2 separate regions of the Lactuca sativa genome follow, and region 1 is linked to region 2. Evidence: chromatin contacts called from public Hi-C data. All regions are on one chromosome and are shown on one strand. The core of a region is the stretch at or near the end of the contact, and the rest is flanking DNA. Distances in the headings are between cores, read along the strand shown.

Region 1 (3,719 bases), core at 364-2,863, 800 kb before region 2:
GAGGGGAGGGAGGGAGAGAGATGTATTTTTATTTTAATAAAAATATTTGAATAAAAAAAACTGAAAAAGTAAAAAAGAAAGGGCAAAATGGTCATTATTAAAATTTTTAAAGTAAAATGGATCAAAATGACAAGAAAATGAAAACCTTTGGACCATGAATGCTAGTCCAAACTTATTTGGCCCAAAGTGGTAATTTTGACCTAACCATAGGGACCATTCTTGCAATTTTGTCTTTAGTTTACTAGCGTAATGTAATGTAATGATTCACTTGTGTGTTTGTTTAATATTTAGAATCGGCACCGGTTGTAACGGCTGTTTTGCTGGAACAAAAATAAAAATTAGTGACTTTATTAAAGCAAACCAAACCAAAAACTAATTTTCATTATGAAAAATTGGTCCTGCCAATCAACTCACCTCACCTAATCAAGTGTGCTTTGTTACTTTAATACAAGGCGTGTTTCGTGATGGGCCCATCATGGGCCCACTTCTGTGAATGTGGGCTTTGGATACTGTGAGGTCATAATGAGAAGAGAACCCATTTTCGAGTGCCATTTTGGTTAACCCATTTTATTGATTTTAATACTATATAAAGCCAGGTTATTACATAAGTTCTTAATCAACAAATGTTTAACGGGATAGATATAATTTACATTTAATTTCCCTTCCTAAAAAGAGAATATGAATTTACATATTTACGCTATTAACAGTCTCAATTAATATTTCTATTGTCCTTAATATATACATTTAATTTAGGATTTGTGTAGTATTTTATACTAATGCATATTATATATGTATATGTCCGTCCTAATTTTATAGGATTTGTTATGCCAACAAGAAGTACAAGGACGATATTAGCTGATGTATCATTCGATCTTAAAAAAAATATGTTTTTCTTTCTTTCTTGTAATCATCGATTGAAAAAATAAAATTGAATAAACAAAGCAAAAGGATTTTGTCGGGCCTTTCTGTGCATAGTTCTGAGAATTGAGATTTGGAGTATGGAGTAGTAAAGAAAGCGTACCTGCTGCTTCGGCTTTTCTCTGCGCTAATTCACGATCATCAATGAACTCTTCGGTGGCGCCATTTGCGAGACCTTTGAGTCCTCTGGAGTTCTTGCTAGGTGTGTTCAATAACATTGGATTCGGGCTAATTTCTTGCGGCATTATATTATATTATATGTAACTTCGAATTGTCTGGAACTGGATGGAGTAGTACGTAGGTAAGAAACTATATCAGATCATCATAAATTTTGACAGAAAGAAGCATTACTTACGAAGAAAACAGGAAGAAGTCCGATCAGGGTTTGAAATTAGTAGTAGACGCTTCGGTATGATATGATTAATGTTGATTTAGCGATCCAATCTAAAAAGTAAAAGTAGAAAGAGAAAGAATTGGGAGGTGAAACGAAATGAAGGAGGTACTACTCGTGATCAGAATTGATGAGGCGTAGGTATGCATTCAAATTCAGAAGAGATGGTGTCTGTTTGTGTTTCATTCCAGGGTGATTGGTGGGTGAAACACAAAAATGAAACGTCCGTTGATATTTGATGTACTTTTCTACTTTGTAGACGAGGTAAAGCTAACGCCAATTCTCGTAATGGGAAGAAAATAAGTATTGGTTACTTGCCACCCAAATATGGGTATAATCATTGTCCCTTTCCTCTATTTAAATTGTGTTTATATTAAATATTAATTAATAAAATATTCATCTAAGCGGAAGATTGTGTTAGACGACGGGCTTAAAATTATTCAAGACCAATATTTTTAAGATGTATACTAATCTTTTAAATTAATTTATTTTAATAATTGAATCATTATTATAATAATATACTAAAAATTGAATTGCAGGCCAATGTAACTTGGACATGCTTGACGGACACGTGCCACAAGAAACTACAGTCAATGCATCATATTGCTCATTGCCACAAAACGTTTATGTTTATAACACAAGTGTCAGTGTAAAAAAAATTGGTTATTATTTTCTATAAAGTTATAAGTATGTCTAGTTAAAGTTTTTTATTCATATACAACATTTATTCTTAAAGTTTAACAAAACGATTATTGATTATCAACTCGTTTTATAACTTAATTTGATCAAAAGCCTCTTGTATTAATAGCAAAAAAAGGAAGTAAACGTTCGAGTAGATTTGAAGATACAAACGAACCAAAAGTCTTGTGGCTTGAAGGTTGATATAATTTTATTTATTCTTTATTCAAAACAAAATTTAAAGTAAGGTTGGATCCCTCCCTTACCAGGGACTACTTCACTTTCAAATGATTTAGGAGGCAAAACCTTTAAATGTCTTTTACAACGTTTCTGCCCCCCAGTTCCGTTGAAAGGGCCGCCATCTCTTCCAATACTATTTGCTTTTTCACTTGTCACCATAAAAATAAACTATTATTATTATTTAAATGTTTGACGGGTTATAATCATAGAATTTATAAAATGGGACGGTCTCGGCCTCTCGGCTGGTAGGATAAGATCGGTGAGAATGGATCTCCGGTGCCACCTAAGCTGGAACACCGCCCCCACTGCGGTTTGGGTGCGGTTAAGGCCGCACTACGACAGACGGGAACACTTTTTAGGTAATTGTGATTGAATAGCTTTATTACACTTTGGAACACAACTAATGAAAATTTTTATTTATTAAAAAAAATAGAAATCTTCAGAAAAGTCTCAATATTTACAAAAAAGTTACACATTAGTCCTATTTTTTTTTTTTGAACGAAAAAGTCCCGAAAACCGGCAAAAATTTGCAGTTTGACCCTTTTTGACCGGTTGAAACCGGTACCAAATTAATTTGGGACTATTTCGTAAACTAATCCAAAATATTAGGAATTTTTTTGTAAATAAAAAATATTATGACTTTTCTGTAAAATATTAGGTATTTTCTATAAACAAAACCCTTATTATTATTATTATTATTATTATTATTATTATTATTATTATTATTATTAAAAATATAAATAAGAATGTTTTTTTTGAACTTGTTATTATTAATATTGTTACTAATACATATAAATGCATTTAAATGAAAAAAAAAAATATTAATGACATTGTTTAAGGATGGAGGTGGAGGAGATGTTGATGCTTTTAGCATTAAAATTATAAATGTTTGCTTGTATATTTTTACTTTGTATATGGTCATTTCACATTTGTTGTTATTGTTTTCAATTCAGAATAATAATACTTAACAATTTAAAAGAAGTTGCATATTTGTAAAATTGTTTACAAATAGTTTAACCTAGAAGGATTTCTCACTTTGTATATAAAAATGTTTAAGGTAGAAGGATTATTTTCCAAATCCAACAGATCCACTACAAACATCTACATAGGTAGCTCATATCAAAATTCAAAAATATTAATTACAATATCTTGTTTAATAAAAAGTAATAGGACATGTTTTTTTGGATTAATACTTTTGAATTATTTCTATTACTTTTTATTAAACGAAATATTGTAATTAATATTTTTCAATTTTGATATGGGTTACCTATGCAGATGTTTGTAGTGGATTTTGTTGAATTTGGAAAATAATTCTTCTACTTTAAACAATTTTATATACAAAGTGAGAAACCCTACTACTTTAAACTATTAATATGCAACTTCTTTCAAATTATTAAGTATTAATATTCTGAATTGAAAACAATAATAACACATATGAAATGACCATATACAAAGTAAATATATATAAGTAGACATTCATGATTTCAATGCT
Region 2 (3,338 bases), core at 196-2,695:
TGCTTTAGAAGATGTGAATCATGTGTTCTTCTTTGTGGTGTGGTTGATCAAGTTTGGTCTTTGATCTCTAAGTGAGTGGATATTCCGTTTCCTTCTTTGATTACTATCGTTGAGTTGATGACATGGGTGGACATGGTTTTGTTGCCTAAGAAGAAAAGGAAAGCTTTGGAGGTCATTATTCTTACTATTGTAAGGATGTTGTAACGTTTTTAAGAACAATGTAGTCTTTATAAAAGTCGAAGTTTCCTAGAAATGTTATTTTGGGGAGAATTATTCACCAGTCGTTTGAGTGGTATACATCTAGGATTAAAAAACGCTCTGTAATTTGGACTTTGTGGTTACAAAACCCAATGATCCCCATTCCTTTGTAATTTATTTTTCTAGCCCCCTACTAGTTGGTTTTTCTTAAACTTTTATTGTCAAAACAAATAACCAGCATAAGGGGCTCTACCCTTAACTCCTAAAGAAGCATTACCCTGGGATCAAATTAGCTTATATAAAGGGAAATTTTAGAAAGAGCCATTATCTTTTTAATATTTTATCTGAAAATTCATTACTTTACAAGTGACACTAATAACAATAAATATCAAAGTGGTTGAAAATATCAAATTCATTTAATTCAACAAATTAGATATCACTTGTCAAGGATCAGAAGAGCTATGATACCATTTTGATGGAAATTTAATAAACAAGTTAAGTTCTGATACCATTTTGTTGGAAATTTAACAAATAAGTTAAGTACTTCAGACAAAATAATAAAAGAACTTTGGTAAAACTTTTGAAAACTAAAATAAAAAAAATTGTCAAAGTGATCTACGTCTATGGACAAGAGAGAGAGAGAGAGAGAGAGAGAGAGATGATTTTATTAAACTTCCAAAACAAATTATAGTCACTTACAATAGTTACGTTGAACTCTCAAACAAAAGAAAATCTCTTAAGTATTACTGGTATAACAATTATCGTAGTATGAATGAATTGTAATTATAAATTAAAAAAGAAATTAAAATGTTTTTTTTTAACCCTTCGCACATGATCTTTAATTAATCACTCTAGATTGTATTTCCAAAATAAACTTCAATATACTACTTTAATTTTAATATAGAGCTCAAGACTGTAACTACTATTGATTAGTTTTATATAAACAAATATCTTTCCAAAGTTTTCCTCGACAATCCACACATAAACTAATGATTGAGTATCTTACAGAACCGAGATAACCATCTTCATTTGGTTTTGAAATCTTTTTGTAACGCGCAAAATGAAAACATTTGATTCGTTTGGATATGATTTTCTTGTTTAAATAATCGATTTACGAGAATGTATTTTTAATGATAAAAGATTTTAGTAAAAACAAGATTAAGATTGAAGTAACAAACACAAACCGAAACACACAACCCATTAAGCTTTCAAGTTGATTGGGCTTTAAAAGAGCCCATTATATAGACATAAGTAATAACCTAATACCAGAAACCCTCAAAGAATTCGTCTGTTTTCAACTCCCAAAACCCTCAACCTTTTCACAGCTGCTGAGCCCCCTGCCGCATAATTATCTAATTCTCGCCGATCGCATTAAATCCCGTAAGTATTTCTGGTTCGCTCGTTATATATTTGATTGTATGAATCTACCAGAAACCATAAGTCCGATTCCAAGTATGTGTTATGTTATCAGTCGATTTTATATGAAACATAAACGTGTATGCTCATGAGTTTTTAGAGTTTGGAATGAAAATTGATAGTTTGTTTACTTGTATCTGGTGTCTGGTATTGGTTTATAGGTACAGGATGCAAACGGACAAAGGAACAAGTTCCATGGAAGTAGAAGAAAGGGAGAGTAAGGTTGTAGCAAAGCCCAAGTTTAAGGCTTTGACAGCTCATGAGATATCGGATGGGCAAGTTCAGTTCCGGAAAATATCTGTTCCAAAACACAGGTATACCCCACTGAAGAAAGCATGGATGGACATATACAGTCCAGTTTATGAGCAGATGAAGGTTGACATCCGAATGAATGTGAAGACACGAAATGTTGAATTGATGACGAGGCGTGACACCCCAGATGTTAGTAACCTTCAAAAGTGTGCAGACTTTGTGCATGCTTTCATGCTTGGTTTTGATGTGATAGATGCAGTTGCATTGCTGCGAATGGATGAGCTTTATGTTGATTCCTTTGAGATTAAAGATGTTAAGACCCTTAAAGGAGAGCATCTGTCTCGTGCCATTGGAAGGCTTTCTGGTAAAGGAGGTAAAACCAAATTTGCAATTGAGAATTCAACAAAGACTCGGATTGTTATTGCAGACACAAAGATTCACATATTGGGATCCTTTGCCAACATCAAAGTTGCTAGAGACTCTTTGTGCAGCCTTATCTTAGGATCCCCTGCAGGGAAAGTATATTCAAAACTTAGAGCTGTTACTGCAAGATTAGCTGAGAGGTTTTGATTTCCAATCGATCTATCTTTTTGATACATGTATAACAAGACAGGATCATGCATCCTTTCAGTTTTCGGTGGTTTCTAAGGAAATTTAAATTGTCATCAATATATTGAATTCCCTATTTTTTTTATTAGCTTTATCTTTATGGTTATAATTTATCTTATCATATGGAAATTGTTGAAATCTCTTGTTCTTTTGCACCTGCTATAAAACCTGTAGCTGCATGCTTTGTGCTGTACCATATTCACACATATTAGAATTCCAGATATATGCCATGTCTTGCTTTCAATGCGTCTTAATAATTGGTTGTAATTTGATAACAAAAATAGCAAATATCAAAGATAAATTGTGATTTTCAGTTGGATTGGGATAACAATATCCATCATCCAATCATCGGTTATGTCCAAAAACGTTGGATGTCAACTGATTTGACTAGTAACCTCAGCTTGGACACTGTTTCATCTTATATATATATATATATATATATATATATATATATATATATATATATATATATATATATATATATATATATATATATATATATATATATATATATATATTATGTTTGTTGAAAATAATGTTTGGTTTAGTAATCATAGCAAGAAAAATAACAAAAGCAATGACTTTAACCATGCAAGTTGGAAAAATAATACTCTATCAACTGATCAGCCCCCCAAAAGATATCCGGCTGCTTGTTCTTCATTGCCATCAAAAAACTTCAAAGCTTGTATAACAGCCTCCCTTCTAAACCCTAACCAGCTTCTCAATTTTGGCTTCAAGGTAGGTTATTATTTTAGGACAAACTAAAAATGAAACATGTATTATTATTATGGGACGGAGGGAATATAAATATTAGACTCACATTTCCAAGGATAAACCCTTGTGTTAATTACAAAATCTTTGAT

What was found. A called contact is a pair of places that touch in the nucleus more often than the background predicts.
Region 1: a contact with region 2 is called in a Hi-C map of leaf, with 8 times the contacts expected there. The contact joins the promoter of LOC111912507 here to the promoter of LOC111888705 in region 2. A contact is called at or near these places in 2 of 4 Hi-C or Micro-C datasets (leaf and seed).

What each region holds. Positions count from the first base shown.
Region 1 is chr5:2,396,165-2,399,883 of Lsat_Salinas_v11, reverse strand. It overlaps LOC111912507 (kinesin-like protein KIN-14F), which reads right to left and starts at 1,613. Exons shown (of 17, transcript XM_023908235.3): 1 at 1,274-1,613; 2 at 1,022-1,199. The coding sequence starts at 1,163.
Region 2 is chr5:1,596,770-1,600,107 of Lsat_Salinas_v11, reverse strand. It overlaps LOC111888705, which reads left to right and starts at 1,445. Exons shown (of 2, transcript XM_023884831.3): 1 at 1,445-1,578; 2 at 1,776-2,535. The coding sequence starts at 1,783. The coding sequence ends at 2,436.